Linked DNA regions of Mus musculus: region 2 is linked to region 1. The links are chromatin contacts, called in public ChIA-PET maps. All regions are on one chromosome and are shown on one strand. Each heading gives the region's core, a stretch centred on a gene start, on an enhancer-like site or on the middle of the called end of the contact. The rest is flanking DNA. Distances are from core to core; before and after follow the strand shown.

What was found. ChIA-PET counts read pairs in DNA pulled down with a chosen protein or histone mark.
Region 2: an RNA polymerase II ChIA-PET map of memory CD8 T cells shows a contact between it and region 1, with 12 read pairs. The contact joins the enhancer-like site here to the promoter of Atxn7 in region 1. A contact is called at or near these places in 10 of 39 promoter capture datasets (the 3T3-L1 cell line, 3T3-L1-derived adipocytes, the HPC-7 cell line and 7 more), 1 of 115 datasets of contacts at active chromatin or transcription factors (memory CD8 T cells) and 1 of 9 other capture datasets (pancreatic islet).

What each region holds. Positions count from the first base shown.
Region 1 is chr14:14,011,229-14,016,948 of GRCm38.p6, forward strand. Atxn7 (ataxin 7) reads left to right here and starts at 1,263. Exons shown (of 12, transcript NM_139227.4): 1 at 1,263-1,522; 2 at 1,845-2,141; 3 at 2,359-2,427. The coding sequence starts at 1,856.
Region 2 is chr14:13,932,019-13,937,632 of GRCm38.p6, forward strand. The region is part of intron 2 of Gm11100 (predicted gene 11100); the gene reads left to right. Among named protein-coding and RNA genes, the nearest start is that of Gm11100, 16 kb to the left of the region's middle. Within about 2 kb of position 1,778, at least 61 of the 459 cell types and tissues checked have an H3K27ac peak or open chromatin away from gene starts, as enhancers often do. A contact at or near this core is called in memory CD8 T cells, where this site is marked.

The DNA.
Region 1 (5,720 bases), core at 13-2,512:
AGGGTTTCTCTGTATAGCCCTGGATGTCCTGGAACTCACTCTGTAGACCAGGCTGGCCTTGAACTCAGAAATCCGCCTGCCTCTGCCTCCCAAGTGCTGGGATTAAAGATGTGTGCCACCATGCCAGGCTCAGTTTTTAAATTAAGGAAAATATATTCCAAACTTCAGTTAGTTGAATCTGTATGTAGGTGTATAGCCTGAGTGTTCAAAAAGCAACTGTCCTTTGATAAACACTCAGCAGATTCCTTTTTGGATTTCTTGGTGTGCAATCCAGTGGGGGGGGGGGACCCTATAGACACATTTCTAAATGTGTCTCACAGAAATTGTGTTTCTGCTTTATTTATTTAAGACAAGCTCTTACTGTGTTTCTCAGTCTCACCTGTATTACGATGCTGCACACTTGCTTCAGCCTCCCAAACACTGGGGACTCTGGGTGCATACCACACCCAGCTCAAGCTTTTAAACTTGCACCTATGTCAAACCCCTTCTCCAAGTCCTGGCTTTAATATATTATGGAAACATTTTCATATGCACTTTTGCGTTCATTTTAACATTTGAAAGGTTTTTTGTACTTCAACAGAGATGTTGGTCACATCTGTCTTACTAAATATTTGCCCCCCCCCCCAAAGCCAACAGATAATAGCAGCAAGTCGAGAAAGCTCACCTCTTCATACAGTCCCAGAAGGCACCTGTAAGCCTGAGGCTCTGAGCAGGCTAAAAAGATGCTGCTTTACTGAAATGAGATAACAGCTTAATAGGAACTAAAGGCACCCTGTGGTGGTCCACTCCTGTGCTTTACTTGTTTGATGGTCGGGGAGGGGGTGACTGTATGTGCTAGTGCTTATTAATTTGTGATCCAAATCTGACGAACGTCTGGTATATTCCTTAAGCCATGGGGGTCTCATCGGATTCTAGGAAAGACAGCCATAAATAGTGAGAGACTAACAACCCAACTTTAAAGTGATACACTGATTTTGTAGCTTCCTTCTTGCTGGAGAAGAAATTCAAGTTCGCAGGACACAGTGTGACCTTCAGTTGTGGGCACTCAAGTGCACGTTCCTGGCTGGCCAAGCAGCAGGGGCTCGATGCGGACGCCTGGGCTAACACCTGGGCGGCATTTTCACACCTGCCACTGGCAGCTTTGGTTTCTGGGCGTCCGCACAGTGGCTGCTTCCCATTCATGCTCCAGCTACTGTGCAGCCTCCCGCGAGCCCAGAGCGAATTGCTGGTGCCCGGGGCTCCGGAGGGAGGGCCTGGGCGACGCTTTCGTTACTGCGCCGGGGCCGACCGGCAGGCTCTTCCATAGGTGGCTGCGTTTCCGACTTCGCCCTGGCTCCACTCCGGGGGCTTGACGTGCAAACTTCGCCGGAGCGAGCAGAGAGGGAGGGACCGGCGAGGGGGAGGAGGCGACAGGAGGCGCCTCCGCTTAAGGGAGCCGGCCGGGCGCCGCCGCTCGGACGGACGCGCGGACGGAAGGAAGGAGCGGGGCTGCCGGCTGGGCCGGGATGCGAGCGCCCGCAGGGTGGGCAGCCGCGGGCCGGGGCGCAGGCAGGCCTGAGGTCGCGGCAGTTCGGCTCCGGGCGCTGGCCTCCCGAGCCGGGCCCGGCAGGGCGGCCAGCGCCGCAGTGGCAGCCGCAGCCGGCGCCCTACGAGGGCCGCGGGAGGCGAAAGCGAAAGCCGGTGGCGCCGCGGACTTTGCGCCCGGGCGGGGAGGCGGGCGGCGGCAGGGGCCGGGGGCTGACAGCACCGCGGGCCTGCGGGCCGCGCACGCCGCCGGAACTCCGCGGAGCCTCCTTAAAAGCGGCCCCCGCGCCACTCTTTTCCCCCTTTTTGTTACATTGTAGGAGCGGAAAGAATGTCGGAGCGGGCCGCGGATGACGTCAGGGGGGAGCCGCGCCGCGCGGCGGGCGGAGCAGCGGCCGCCCGGCAGCAGCAGCAGCAGCCACAGCCTCTGCAGCCCCAGCGGCAGCACCCGCCGCTGCGGCGCCCACGGGCGGAGGACGGCGGCACCGGGGACACCACCACCTCGGCCGCCGCCATGGCGACGGTTGGGGAGCGCAGGCCCTTGCCCAGTCCCGAAGCGATGCTGGGACAGTCGTGGAATCTGTGGGTGGAAGCTTCCAAACTTCCTGGGAAGGATGGTGAGTGTCCACGCCTCCTGGTTCCCCCCGCCCCCCCGCCCCCCTCCTCTGGCCCCGATCCCCTCCCCCGCGCCGTGTCCTGTGGCCGCCCCCACGGGGGTCAGAGATGCTATCTTCTGCTGGGTGCCCACACCTACCCGGAGCGTGCGTGAGCGTGCGTCACACTCCTAGCCACTGACCTGCCTCTCCCCTCCTCCTGTGTGTGTATATCTCCTAGGGACCGAATTGGATGAAAGTTTCAAGGAGTTTGGGAAAAACCGCGAAGTCATGGGGCTCTGCCGGGAAGGTGAGTCCAGCCCCCCTGGTGGAGTTTGTACCCAACCTTGGGGAAGTTTTCTTGTTGCTTCAGCCCACCTTCCCTGCTTGCCACATTGAGGTCTCTGCTGAAGAGGATGGAAGAGGGTGGGTAGAACATTTAGGAAGAAATCTCATTTCTAGGGGCTCTCTGTAATGGGCAGCAACCTGGATCCCTTCTGGAAAGGGCAATTCAAAGTGATGGGCATAGGAAGCAGGCAGGGAGTTTAACATATATCTCTTTAGTTATGGACAACACCTGGAAAGAAAGAGTTCTAAGCATTGGAAAGTAGTGCCTTTCTGGGGAAAGAAAGAGTTCTAAGCTTTGGAAAGTAGTGCCTTTCTGGGGATGCTGTAGAGCAGGAGCCTTGACCAAACCAGGTTTTCTTAAGGCAAAGAGAGTGAATTTTGAATAATAATTATTATTTTGGCTTTTAAAGATAGGGTTTTACTAAATGGCCTTGGCTGTCTGGGAACTTGCTTTGTAGACCAGGCTGTTATTTGTTTTTTGTTTTTTGTTTTTTGTTTTTTTTTTTGTTTTCTTCCGGTTTTTTCGAGACAGGGTTTCTCTGTATAGCCCTGGCAGTCCTGGAACTCACTTTGTAGACCAGGCTGGCCTCGAACTCAGAAATCCACTTGCCTCTGCCTCTCAAGTGTTGGGCAAGGCGTGTGCCACCAACCAGGCTAGTTTTGAACTGAGAGATCTGCCAGCCTCTGCCTCTTGAGTGCTGGGATTATAAAGGCATGCACCACCATGACCGGTATTTGTACTTTAAAACTAAAAGTATTTAAGCCTCCCTGTACCCTTGTTTGTAGGGGAATTTAAAGCGATGTTTAGAATGCTACCAAAAGATCATCATAAGCAAGGAGTACATTTGGGATTCTTTGCCAGATAAGGGGACAAGAATACAGAATTTTACTAACCATAGTAAATCGACTTCTACTGATAGGGTGATCTAAAGGTATGCTATCAATGAAAATCAGGTTAGGAATCAGGAAACTTAGATTTGTCTTTTGACAGTACCCTTTTTCTATGACTTTTGATTCATAATGATTACCTGGGCAGTCTGGTGAGAAAGGTCATGGCCTTGAGTCAAGTTTGGGATCCAGAGTACTGAGTTTACATGTGCCCATGCAATTTGATTTCTCACCTGTAGCCGTTTATTTTGGCAGAGTTTTTGTTCAGGACTCAAGAAGCAGAGCTTTGGCAGCTGGGTTTCTAAATCCATGACTGGTTCCTTACTGTGCTGGCCTCACAGTCGCTGCAGGTTTTAGCTCTCACCTTTTTTTCCTTTTCCCTGCTTTGGCTTTTTCAGCTGGCCACATGGTTGGTATTGCCAAGAAGAGTAATACTATGGCAACCCCGTGAGTGCTTCTGGTTGGAACAGATTATAGGGAAAATTAGTTGATTTTTCGTGAGGATTGCTGTTTAAGGGGAGAGGAAAGAGAGAAGCACAGGGCTTGTTGGTGATGTTGCAATAGGAAAAATCAGTTGTTAGTCCGGTTTTAGTTGTGACTTGGCAGTCCGCCTGGGATTGAAAAATTAAAATCACAAAGTGGCAACTCTGGTAGGAAGTGTTAGAGTGGGACTTCAGAGGTCCTAATCCACTCTTGCTCCTGCTTTTTATTCCTGCTATGGGTATTGTCCCTTACATGACTCCTAAGCCTCTGAGGACAGGATGCTGAGTGTTGGTAATTCCCTTGTAGAGGATGACTGTCGCCTTGAATGCCGATCTCTGAGACTCAAGAACATTTAGCAGCTGAATCCATTTCTGTTCGCTTGAATATATTCTAATGGGAATAGGGTCCGTAAAGCTCTGAAATCTCATACCTAAGGCCAAAGGGAGTCACAAACCTAGCTGTATTATCAATCTATAAAACGGCTTGTTAGAGGTTGGTTTGGGTGATTTTTGTTGTTTGGTTGATTGCTTTTGGCAGGGTTCCCCTATGTAACTCTAAATGTTCTGTAACTCACTATGTAGATCTCCAGCTGGCCTGGAATTTAACAGAGCTCTCCCTGCTTCTGCCTCCAGAGTCCCAGAGAATTGGGGTTAAAGGTGTGTACTACTCTACCTGGCTTACATCTCTAAAAAAATATTTTGAAATTTTATTTACCTTTATTTTATGTGCATTGGTGTTTTGTCTGCATGTATGTCTATGTGAGAGTTGTGAGCTACCATGTAGGTACTGGGATTTGAACCTTGGTCTTCTGGAAGAGTGGTCAGATGGCTGAGCCATCTCTCCAGTCAGCAAACCACCCTGCCCCTTCCTTACATCTTTTTAAAGCTGCTCTCTGCATTTAAAAGATGTTGCAGCTGTTAGGTTGTCTGGAGCTTATGCTTGCATATTTGGAGTAAAGACTGAAGTTTTCGTTCAGTCGCTTCTTCATGTGTTTCTGCAAGGACCAGGCTTGAAAGACTGAGGTGATTTTGACTGTCCTGAGGGTCAGGGAAGTGGTTTGGTTGCTGAGGTGCTTACTGTGCAGTTGTGGAGACCTGAGTGTGATTCCTAGACCCTACGTTAACCACCCACCCACTCCCCACCAAAAGCATGCCTGTTGGCACATGCTTTTCATCCCACTGAGGGAGCAAGGGGAGGGGGTGTGTAGGGAAGGAGGGAGATGAGCAAGCACTGTATCTCTGGGGCTTCCTGTCCAGCCAGTCCACTTGATGTGCTCCAGGTTAGTGAGGAGACCATGTCTCAAACAACAAGGTGGATGGCTCCAGGGGAACTGATACATCTGAGGTTGATTTCTGTCCTCTACATACATGTGTGCTTCAAACACACTTACTCCTACACACCACCTAAAAAGAGAAAGAGGGAGACAGATCTGTATGTTCTATTAACACTGATAGGACTTACCATTGTCTTTAGTTAAGATTGTCTTCCATCAGCCAGTGATGTTTTAGAATTAAATCTGTATGTATTTGTCTCGTCAGTGAAATTAAATTGTGAAGAAATATGTATATTTGTACATAATTTGACTTATTAATGAAATAATAAAAGTGAGAAATTCTCCATTATGAAGCCTTTAGGAATATAAAGACCCTGATTCTTCAATTTGTGATTTATTAGCCAGAGAGTTATCAAACATGGGGTATGAAATTAGCTTTTTAATCTCTCTGAAAATAACTCTTATTTTGGAAAGGAGATGATAATACCTATTTCCCAAGGTTATTGTAGAAGGTGAAAATAAATTAGATGACTTACAGTGACCTGTTGCACAGTAACTTCTTTGACCCTTTCAGCTCCTGGCAATGTTAGAACTGACTTTGCAATTTACTT
Region 2 (5,614 bases), core at 528-3,027, 79 kb before region 1:
CCCGTTGTAAATTTAGTTGGGTGGGACCTTGTTCTGAGATTACCATTCTGACCATACCTCCACTTAAATTTGCTCTGTCCCAGACTGACTCTGAACTCAGGAATCTGCCTGCATTTGTATCTTCTTGTCTTTGTGTCTTTTTGACAAGTTGGGTCATAGTGCAGTTGTCTCTGTTCCTTCAGATCTGTGAAGAAGTTCTAAAATAAAATAAAACTTGAGACCTGTGATTCATGTAATAGCCCAAAGAGTTGTTTGTGAGCTTTGAAGCCTGGGACTGAGAACATAGCAGAACAGGTCAGGACATGCCCGGGCAGGCCCGTCCTAAAGACATTCCTGAGGCTACTTAGCCATAAAGATAAAGAGAATGCAAAGACATGTCCAGACTGGCCTGGTGCCTCCCTATCTCTCGCCCATCTGACATGGGTTAAATGTTAACCAGATGCTCTGCTGTTACCTTGATCTGCACGTACAGTTTGCTGATGATTAAATGAACCAATCATGTGAAACTGCGCCAATTTCTCCCCAGCCCCAGACCCGTTTCTTTAAAAACCTCTAGCTTTCGAGCCTTGTGGTCAACAATTGCTATCTCCTGTGTGAGATATGTGTCGGCCTGGATCTCCATCATTAAACTACCTCATGTGTTTGCATCAAGATGGTCTCTCGTGATTCCTTAGATGCACGCCGACTTGAGACATGAGTGGGGGTTTCCCCACTAGGTTCTTTCATTTGGAGGTTCCACCGAGATCTGTGTGACACCCAGGAACCCCAAAAGACCCCTTGGAGGTACATTTGTGTGAGTCTTGTATGTTGTCTGTTGTCTAAGTGTGGTGCCGTTGAGTTTGTGTTTGGTTTCCACTGAGTTTGTGTTTGGTTTCAGTTTTCTGGCAGCTGCCACTGTGGCCCGTAAGGACCTAGTGACTGCGGGAGAGAGACATCCTAAGGCCTGCAGGCTGCAACCATGGAAGACATTCCATGGGTGAAGGGGGGTCAATGTGGAATCCGACCCCCATCAGGAAGTGGGTGGATATAGAACCTCATCCCCTCGTTTTGGCTGGCTTGTAAGTCCACACGCAGATGTATGTGTTTAGATGTACTAGTGTCTTCTGTCTTTGTTTTGCTCCTGTTTTTTTCTGATTTTTGTTATGGGACAGACAGTGTCAACCCCTTTGTCTCTGACTGTGGACTTGGACTGATATTAGGACAGAATTTATCAGTGATAGTTAAGAAAAACAACTTGGTGCTGCTTTCCCGCGGGGCGGGCCTGCTCCCCTGTGTGCCCCGGGCTGCACAGACCTGGCAGCGCTTTGGGACGTGGCCTCATCCCTGAGCCTGGCTGCCTGAGTAGGGCCGGGCTGGGGGCTCCCGGCTTCAGTGCTGTGGTGGCGCGGTGGTGTGTGGCTAGGGCTCGGTGCAGAGCAGCACACAAACCTTCTGATTGCCTGCTGTTCACTTCTGGGTTCTGCAGGCACCATGGCAGCAGAGGCTGGCTGTGCCCGCAAGTGAGTTGCATCTGATAGTTAACGAGACGCTGAAGTCACAGCCTAAAAAAGAGTGCAGGCGCTGGCCAAGGCGAGGTGCTGCGTAGAAAACCACGGCCCGGGAGGGGGGCAGACCAGGTGGGGAGAACACCGACAGGGAGGTTTCCCTGGGACGCCCGCCCCACCACCACCACGCACTTTACTGCCCACAAGACAGACAAAGTGGAAGAGGGGTGAGGCCCGCAGGGCCCCAAGCCAGCCCCCTGGGCTCCCTAGAGCTGCCGTGATGCCTGCCACAGCTGGGGAAGGGCCGACTAGCATCCAGAGTTGCCACCTCTCCCGCCGCCCCCAAGTGTCTGGGCCTCCCCCCACTGGGGGCCTGCTGATTCCTCCGCTCCCCAGAGCCCACGTGCGCCGACCTCCCCCACCCTCCCACCGCTGTGGGATGGATAGACAGGAAGAAGAGAAAGAGACTGTGAGAGTGGTGGGCCAGGATCACTACGAGTTCCCTGGCTGCTTCTTATACCTGCCTAATTATGTTCTCCTTTCCCCTACATCCCACCTGCCGGTCTTCATGCTTTGACAGTACCAGAGTGCCTCTTGTTAACAGAAAAAGTGCTTTCACTTTGAGATATCAGTGGCCCAGAGCAGCCAAATATGAGAGCTGCACTCCCTTCCCTGCCCCACGTGTTTTCTCTTCTAGGGCAGCCCCGCCCTAAGCTACTAACAGTGAGACTGTTCCAAACTCCAGCTAGAGAGACATCTGCCCAAGGTAAAGAACACCTATAAGTCTAATCGCCAGGCTCTAATGAGGGTTTTGTCACAAAAGTTAGAAAAAAAGACAGGGTAAGTCGGTAAGAAAGTGCAGAGGAGAAAAAAAAAGAGAGAGAGGATAAAGAAGACAGATGTATATAGAGGTCTAGAAAGAAGTGAGCTTAGACTGTAGGGAAGAGCAAAGCAAAGCTTCTGCAGACTCAGGGGAGATAGATGACAGTGGCAAATAGAGAGGTTAACAGTGAAAAACAGTAAGAGAGAGAGAAAGAGAGAGAGAGAGAGGCAAGAGGCAAAAGAAAGAGAAAACAGGAGGGATCATAGACAAGAGAGAAATTTGACTAGAATCTTGGCTGCAGTGATAGGAGAGAAAGAAAAGCCAGGATCTAGACAGAGAATCTGTGCAACAGAAGATCCTAGAAGAATAAAATTAAGTGAGTTAGAGTACCAAGCCTCAGCTAAAAAGGCTCAGCTGTGTCAAACTGAAGTTACTTATTTGGGATACATGCTTCGAGATGGAAAGTAGTGGCTAAAGAAAGCCAGAAAAAAAGACTAACTCAGATCCCCACCCCAACTACACTAAGGCAAGTAAGAGAATTCTTGGGCATCTCTGGCTTCTGCAGACTCTGGATACCTGGGTTGGCAACCTTAGCTGTCCGTTATACCCCCTAACCAAGGAAGGAGAGGTGTTTGTGTGGACCCCAGATCACCAGAAAACCTTTAAAGAAATTAAAAAGGCTCTGCTGATGGCCAGCCATGGCCTTGCCTGACTTAACCAAGCCTTTTCACTCTTTATGTGGAAGAGACAGCAGGGGTTGACAGAGGAGTCGTTACTCAGACTTTGGGACCTTGAAAAAGGCCAGTGGCTTACCTATCCAAGAAGTTAGACCCTGTTGCCAGCAGGTGGTTTTTCTTGTCTGAAAGCTATTGCTGCCATAGCACTGCTTGTCAAGGATGCTGATAAGCTCACTCTGGGACAGCAAATAACTGTAATGGCACCCCACACTCTTGAAAGCATTAGCCAACCGTTCCCATGACCGACAGACACATTATCAGAGCTTTCTGTTGACTAAACGAGTGACCTTCGATCCCCCTGCTGTCCTCAATCCTGCTATCCTACTGCCTGAGACTTCACATACTCATCACCGCACTGACGTTCTGGCAGAAGAAACTGGTACTCAAAATGATCTGAAGGATCAGATCAGCCTTGGCCTGAGAGTTAGAGCGGATACAGGGATGGCAGTAGCTTCATGGTCAAAGGTAAGTGGAAGGCAGGGACAGCAGGTAGACAGAAAGCAAGTGATCTAGGCCAGCAGCCTCCCTGAAGGGACGTCGGCCCAGAAAGCTGAACTTGTGGCTTTGATACAAGCTCTATGAATGGCAAAAAGAAAGTCTACACTGACAGCAGGTATGCTTTTGCCACTGTACGGAGCAATATACAGACAAAGAGGGCTGTTGACATATGCAGAGAAAGACCTAAGATGCTGTGGCTAAAAGAAATCAGATGGCAGATCTAACCGCCAAACAGGCGACCCAAAGAGCAATGATCCTGACAGTCTGAGGACTATCAAGTTATGGACTGGTAAAAGAAACCCTGTATGGAGTAGTAGAAACAGAAGAAGAAAAACTAGTCCTCCCATGGGAAGAAGGACGCAAATATGTTACCAACTTACATTACTTGACCCACTTGGGGGCCAAGAAATTAAAAGGTGTGGTTAACAGACCTGCCTTTGTTGCCAAGGTAAGTCAGGGACTGGCTAAGATATTAGAGACTGATTAAAAGTTACATTGTGCATACAGGCCCCAAAGCTTGGGACAGGTAGAGGATAAATACAACTCTAAAAGAAACCTTGACAAAATTAACCATAGAGACTGGCAAAGACTCACTTCTCCTTCCCCAGGCCCTATTTAGAGCTGAAAATACTCCCTCTTGATTCAGCCTTACTCTTTTTGAGATCCTTTATGGGGCTCCCATGCCCATCACTGTCTTAAATGATGTGTTTAAACCTACATGTTCTTATAATAATAATCTGTATGCTAAGTTAAAAGGCTTGCAGGTGGTATAGAAAGAAGTCTGGTCACAACTGGCTACAGCAAACGAGCTGGGTACCCCAAAGACATCTCACCAGTTCCAGTCGGAGATCTATGTGCACCTGCATCATGCCCAGACCCTCAAGCCTGTTTACTATCCCTTCTTATTCTGTTTTTGTTCCCATGTTAAAGATAGAGTAAATGCAGTACAGCTTATGGTCCTCCAGCGTCAATACCAACCTATAGTTAAGATAAAAGAAGAGTATTATTTCTATTCTCCACATAGAAATATAGACTTGTGAAATTCTAAGATTAGAATTATTTAGTAGAAGAAGAGGGGAATGAAATAAAATTAAACTTGAGATCTGTGATTCATGTAATAGCCCAAAGAGTTGTTTGTGAGCTTTGAAGCCTGGGACTGAGAACATAGCAGAACAGGTCAGGACATGCCCAGGCAGGTCCGTCATTAAGACATTCCTGAGGCTACTTAGCCATAAAGATAAAGAGAATGCAAAGACATGTCCAGACTGGCCTGGTGCCTCCCTATCTCTCGCCCATCTGACATGTGTTAAATGTTAACCAGATGCTCTGCTGTTACCTTGATCTGCACGTACAGTTTGCTGATGATTAAATGAACCAATCATGTGAAACCGCGCCAATTCCTCCCCAGCCCCAGACCTGTTTCTTTAAAAACCTCTAGCTTTCGAGCCTTGTGGTCGACAATTGCTATCTCCTGTGTGAGATACATGTAGGCCCAGAGCTCCATCATTAAACTTCCTCGTGTGTTTGCATCAAGACGGTCTCTCGTGATTCCCTGGGTGCTCGCCGACTCGAGACATGAGTGGGGGTTTCCCCACTAGGTTCTTTCAGGTCCTCATACAATTCATATCACAGCCTTCTATTTTTGCATAGTTGAGAAATTATATATTCTTTTCTAATTAATGTGTTTAGAGTTCTTTTCCACAGCCTTAAAGGGGTATCCTGAAGGTCCCAGCATTTACCATTTTGCTGAGACATTAGCCACACCTTTGCCTCCCTGACTCATGCTGTCTGATTATCATGGAGTCATTAATGTTAACAGGGAAGACATTCCTCAGAGGAATGTACAAACATGTACATTGTTACACAAGCAAACCTTATGCCCATAGTAGGCATCGACCTTGGTGGAGGTCCATGCCTGTTGGCCTTATCTCAGGGGCAGGAAACATGTCATTCTGTCCCTACCAAGGTCACCATTGCTGGTGTTAGGTGGAGTGCCTACAGATTAATGGAGCAGAAAATAAATCCGTTGTGGACAGATCCCAGTGTGGCCAGCACCAGGAGCACTCACCTGT